2 separate regions of the Gasterosteus aculeatus genome follow, and region 2 is linked to region 1. The links are chromatin contacts, called in public Hi-C maps. All regions are on one chromosome and are shown on one strand. The core of a region is the stretch at or near the end of the contact, and the rest is flanking DNA. Distances in the headings are between cores, read along the strand shown. Region 1 holds the start of dmxl2 (Dmx-like 2). Region 2 holds the start of LOC120812074 (RING finger protein 148).

What was found. A called contact is a pair of places that touch in the nucleus more often than the background predicts.
Region 2: a Hi-C map of liver shows a contact between it and region 1, with 2.7 times the contacts expected there. The contact joins the promoter of LOC120812074 here to the promoter of dmxl2 in region 1. A contact is called at or near these places in 5 of 6 Hi-C or Micro-C datasets (liver, skeletal muscle, tail fin and 1 more).

The regions. Positions count from the first base shown.
Region 1 is chr12:19,699,097-19,702,352 of fGasAcu3.hap1.1, forward strand. It overlaps dmxl2 (Dmx-like 2), which reads right to left and starts at 1,546. Exons shown (of 53, transcript XM_078085566.1): 1 at 1,144-1,546. The coding sequence starts at 1,230.
Region 2 is chr12:19,919,769-19,922,851 of fGasAcu3.hap1.1, forward strand. LOC120812074 (RING finger protein 148) reads right to left here and starts at 1,558. Exons shown (of 1, transcript XM_040167886.2): 1 at 1-1,558. The coding sequence starts at 1,201. The coding sequence ends at 113.

The DNA of each region.
Region 1 (3,256 bases), core at 296-2,795:
GTGCACCTTTTTTTTCAAATTTGCCATCGCAAAAGATGATAACATATTTTAAAGGTTTTCTTCCCCTTGTCTCACTGCTGAGGTTGCCATAAAATCACTAAGAATATGTCTTCCCCAAAGAAGTCAATAAAGCCCAGTCACAGGATTTGGTTCAAAGGTAGAAGGTGTCCGATCAGCATACAAATGACCTATGACGTAAGCTGCCGAAGGTCCAACAAACAGCGGTGATAAAACCAAAAAAAATACCGGTGTACTCTAAAGACACCCGGGAGTCAAAAAGATGACAGGCAGCACCGCGTTTTAGATTTTACGTTACCTTCGCCACCAAAACACGCCGAGCCATTCGTACCTCCGGCTCACGTGTCCATATATGGCCCTCTACGTCACGGCTGATGCCGGGATGACAGCCAGCTAATGATCCGCGAGGAGGATTTAACGTCAAACGGTAGCGAGCTTTAAGCTAGTCGTGACAACCAGACCAAAAAAAACCCCGCAGCTTTCTTTTATTCGTTTTTTATTTAACTCATCATTTCACGTTGTAACTGCACGCCAGTGTTGTCAAACCACCAGTCACCCCCATCTCCCACCTTCCTCCCCGAAATGTGGACTGCGAAATTTCCTCGGACACGCGTCCCATTGCGTGCGTTCGCCGATAGCGTCGGGGCCGCGCAGAGGGATTCCCTCGCAGTAATTCTAATAATGCAACCGAGTCACAGCTAAAGGTCATTCGAGCGGCTACCGGTAACTGAACTGTCTGGGAGCGATAAATAGCACAACGTCACCCGCTAAACGAACGCACCCAACGTCAGATACCACAGGTGACCGCCCGCTGGAGGACGTTATAGCTCGTCGACGTCTGACTGACTGTCAACATAAATGAGAGGCGGCAGTTTGGAGGAGAGAGGGGGGGGGAGAGAGGGGAGAGAAGAGAGAGAGGGGGGTGTTGTTTGTGGATCGGTCGGTGCGGCAGCTCTGCTAGCACACCGCCCGGCTAGCACCCCAGCCCCCGTTCAAAGCCGATGTGACGTTAGCTAGTTAGCTTCGCTAAGCATCCAGCTAGCTAGCTGTCAGCCGTTAGCTTCTTTGGGAGGAGGGGGGGGGGCGGTGTCATCCTGAGCGAATAATATCAAAATAAAACCTCACCGTGAAAGGAATGTCGTTTACGCTCCCCACCGAGTAGCAGCAGTCTCCGGGGTTCACAGCTCCCGTCAGCACCTGATGCAGATGCATCTTCCTTTTTTTAAATTATAGCAGCAGATGTTATTCTTTTTAATAATTAATAACCAGTCCACCCTTTCGGTTTCTCCATCTAGCAACGACCGGGAGTTCCATCAGTAAGGCTGGCGTTGTCCTCGTCCCGGCGTCTTCCTCCGCCAGCGTTCGCGTTGCGGTGAATTGTGCGCGCGATGCGTGTACATGTAATGTCTCCCGCTCCCGTCATGTATTTGAACGCATTACAACTGGCCGCCCGTCGCCTCTCGCCGTCCACACCAGTCCTCCGATTAGTCGTGAGAGCCGAGGCAGCGGGATCTCCGCAGCGAACCTGACATGCGCGTTCCCGACGATGTCCAGGCACGACTGAACGGTCATAGAAAAGCGCTGCATAGAACCTTAGTGTCGGCTTCTCGTTCCTACTTAGTGCTCCAGTCGGGTTGTTTTTTGAGTGAAAAACGCCGGTAATTAAGTTGTCCCGTATGTTTCCTCTAAATTACTTAAAAACCTACCGTATTGCTTCACCGTGGTTCTCTCTTCCTCGCTGTACAGCTGCTCTAGCACTGTATTTCTATATTCGCGGCGCACTAGTTTCGTGGAGCACCCCTCTGTCGGCTATTGGAGTTCATTGATCATAAATGTAGCGTCTGGGGTAAAAACGTTTCTCTCAGTGAAAATAAGTTATTGAATGAGGGAAAAAACTGTGAACATAAGACAGCGTTACAGTGACGCAGATAGCAGCCATACTGAACAGTAACAACAGACATATGGAGCAGGAGTGTTTTTCTTTTGTAAGATAGTGAACCTCTTCTCTTTCTCTTCAAGTCTAACAATGCCAAATGGATATTTTTTTGACGCATAGCAGTGCATGTGCAAAACGATATCTGTTTACCATTCTGAACCTGCACATAGTTAAAATGAAACAATTTACTACATTGTTATCCCAGCTTCTGATGTAATGCATTACACCGTAATGATGTGATGAACAATTTGAGGTCGTCACCGTGGTTTTTTTTAATGCCGAAGTAGCTGGCGTCACAACCATGACATACAATATTATGTCGTTGTTACTGTCTCTTTAATGTCTCTATATTTATGAAGGGAGGACTGACGGGGATCCATGGTGGTGATACACAATCAACCATCGTGGCCTTGTCCTGGATATTTAGGCCTCGCTGACATCATCATGCGAGGCCTGCCTGCCAGCCACCGTGACACACAGGACAACAGAACAGAAATTTCTGGATGTGGTAGCCCAAAGAGGATGTGACATGTACGCATAAAGAGTGTCGGAAAGAATGATGGGGCACACTCATCCTGTAGCGCTTGTATTGCTGTGGCCATTTAGCATTTGGTGACATTTTTGATCTGTGTCAGACTTTACAGCTGTTCTTGGCCTCATGACTGATGCTCAGTAATAACTACTCGCTGTGCTCTTTTAGAAAGGGGAAATGAAATGGACGGACTGGAGATAGCTCAAGATGTTAATCAATCAATTAATCTTTATTTCAGACTCAGGGTCCACATCATGACGAGACAATAATAAAAATACATACAGAACAAAACAAAAAAAACGCACAGGGCTTTGGCCTTACTTGGAGACAGCTGTGCCAATGTCTCCACATGGGACAAGTTGCGTGTACTAAAGCCTTACGTCTGTCAAAACCAAAATCATTTCATTGTTAGACTCATTGAGCCGGCAAATACATTTATTCATATGGGTTTCATTGAGACAGTTTGGAAAGTGTTGACTCCTGCGGTGACAAACATTTCCCTGGCACTACTCCCTCTGGATCTTTAATAATATTCCCATGGCATCATTATGAGCTACTTTTAGCCTCTGTAAACTTGTGAGCAGTGTAGAGTGGTGCACAATACGCTGTGAATAGAGACATCTTCCGAACTGAACTTGCATGAGAGAGCATTAGCTCGTGCATACACCCTATACAACAAGTATCAGTGTCACCTCTCATTGGTTCTGATAAGAAACGGCCGAGATATTCTACTACACACACCAATTTCTTGTTTCACTGGACAACTAGAA
Region 2 (3,083 bases), core at 308-2,807, 220 kb after region 1:
AGCTCAAATCTCCTGTTGCAACAAAGACAGATTCCATTGTGCTGGTTCAGCGTATCCCAGAGAAATACCCATTTGTCCTGGTCTGTTGGTGTTCTGTTCCCATTGCGGTCGTTCATCTTCTCCCAGCCGCCGAGTCCTCCTCGAAGGCCCTGTTGTCATAGTGATGCTGAAGGCTGTCCGGGTCGGGGCCTGGCCGGTCTGCCAGTGGGACCTCGTACATGGGTTCTCCTCCTGCCACCGTGATCACAGTGACCTCTGGTGGTGACTCGGCAGAAAGGCTCCCTTTTGTTTCCTCGTCAACCCCCAGGGCCTTCAGGATGTCGCACTTACACATGGGGCAGGTCCTCCTCTCCAGCAGCCAGGGCTCGATGCAGGCTTTGTGGAAGATGTGGTCGCACGTCAGCACCGTCACCACATCCCCTGCCTTGTAGGACTCGATGCACACGGCGCACACGTGAGAGTCGGAGGCCGTTTCCTCGTCCGACGCCTTGAGTTTGCGCACCTGCAGGCGGCCGATCGCCCGCTTGGCCTCCGACTTCAGCCTCCTGTCGGCGCGCCTGTGCGCGTTCAGACTGTAGAGCCGGTTGGCGGAGATGAACACAAAGTAGGCGATGGAGGCGGCCGTCACGATGAAGAAGGCGATGGAGAGAAAGTAAAGCCAGTACGTGTCCATCCAGGGTCCGTGAGGGCTGCCTACATCGATCTGCATCATCACCTCTGTCCCGTTGCTCACCAAACGCACAATCTCCAGGCCCTGCGAATTGCCAACCATGATGGCCACAATGTCGGCGGCGTCCCAGTGCCCCATGTGAGTGGTGCTGTTGCCGCTGCCGTCCGTGTTATACACGACCACGGCGTCCGCGCCTTGGCGTTTGGCGGCGTTGATCTTCTCGCTGAAGGTGCAGTTGCCCCTTTTAACCAGGGCTATCCAGGGCGGGTTGCTGGAATTGCGATTGTAGACGGTACCTGAGCTGCAGCCCATGGGGTCTCCCTTGGGAAGGGTGACAACGCCCTCGGCTTTCACCAGGAGAGAGTTGCGACCGTACACGCCGCACTGGCAGTACTTGTCCACGGTCCCGTTCTTTCCGTCAGAGTAGGTCAGCTCCACCACGGCCGTCCAAAACAAAAAGGAAGCCGAACAGCGAGCGAGCCCTGACAGACACAGCAAAAGCAGCAGGGAGCGTTGAGTCTTCTTACCCATGGTAACGCTCGTCTGAAAAACAACACGTAAGCCCTTTGTTAGCTTCTTCAAAAACTTCAGCTTCGTTGGTCCCAGTTCCTGGTTTGTGCGAAAGGGACGGCGGTCTGAAGGAGTCTCTGGTTTCACCCGAGCCGCGGTCGCCTGTAATCTGATATGAGCCTTTGGTAACACAACACAAGCTATGCGTCAGCCACTCACCTCTCGTTATCTCCCTGAACCTTGAACACTGAGCACTCCCCTTAGAGGGCAGGGTGCTGGTATTCAGCGAGTGGAAGTGCACGAAACACACCGACCTAAAACACACCAACCTGCACTGTTTTCAAGCAAGAAAGCAAGACGCGATAAGCAGATGATAAGATTTCGTGGACAATCCTGTAAAAACTAATAAAAGTTGCTAACTCTCCCTTGTGTAATGATGAGCAAAGCAGCTTAACCAGTTTTGCTGGATTTGCTTGTTTCGTTCCCCTATTTCTGTGCAGGAGGTTTGAAAACTAAACTTACAAGTTTCACCCCTCTATCTTGTGAGGGTTAATTTTGCGAGACTGACAGTTTGTTTTCACCACACATTTTTAACAAATACAACATAGACACATTATAAACATGCCCTTTAAACTACTTTAAAATGGCACATGTGTTTAGATACCTTAAAGCACTTAAAAAGATTTATTCCATGCAGCTAACACTCTAGTTAACTGGGAGGAAGACGGTATTGCAGAGTTTCCATTATATCTTCTTTCAATTCAAAGCGCACACAAACACACACAAGCAGAGGCTTCCAATGACAAATGAGATGGGGGAGGGTTCAGGCCAAGCTGCTGTTCTACCATAGGTTTTCCACACACACACACACACACACACACACACACACACACACACACACACACACACACACACACACTGGAGTGTTTTTCTTGGAATGTGCCATTAAATCTGTGATGCGGTATTTATTCTCGGTATGACTGCAGTTCTTGATAATGTCAACAACGCTCCTGCTATGACCCCTAAATTCTTAAAAACTGAAATGATTACTTAGACACAGTGGAAAGTAAAGGATGATGTCAGCTCCATTAGTACCATATCAACTGCGGAAGAAATAATATTTGTTTTTCCGTTTGGTGCCGTTTTAGGAATCACATCTTTAAGAAATCCTCTAATATACATTCAGTGACACGTTCTGCTTCGATGCTGCCATCTGCTGGTCAGTAACTGGAACACTCACAAATAATCACAGGCCACAATGACAGCTGATATAGTGCGTGATATACTGTAAGTGTATGTTGCGACTGTCTTGTCCAAAATATTTATGTGATTTGAGTAATATTCCATGGAATAGGAAAGGTTTGGTGATATAAATAGACCCACATATAACGATTAACATCAAATAAATGTATATTCAGAGTGCATAGGTTATGTGGTAAATATGTAAAATACTGAACATACAAGACATTATTAAATAGATAATCGTATGAATGAATACAGACAAATATACAGTATATTTGACAAAGAATGTAAAATAATAAGATTTCATTTTTTTGTCTACAGTAATTAAGTTCTCCCCTCAGTGAAAAGTGGCAGTATAAAATAAAATGTTAATGGGGGGAAAGGCTGTGTAAATAAATGGTAGAACTTCTAGTACTACTAATACTACTTTGAAACTCCAGGAACGAAATAATGGAATAAACTCAGTTATTGTGAAAATAGAACAGCATAATTAAATTAATTTTCGGTAATTTTCGATGATTTCTAAAAATCTTACGTAACATCGCAGTTGTATTAGATTCTGATGTCAAAATCTATATAATTATTGATTTCATTATTCCATTTATTTCAACATTTCAGATCTCATTAACATCTCGGATGATCACATACATTCATTAGTTGT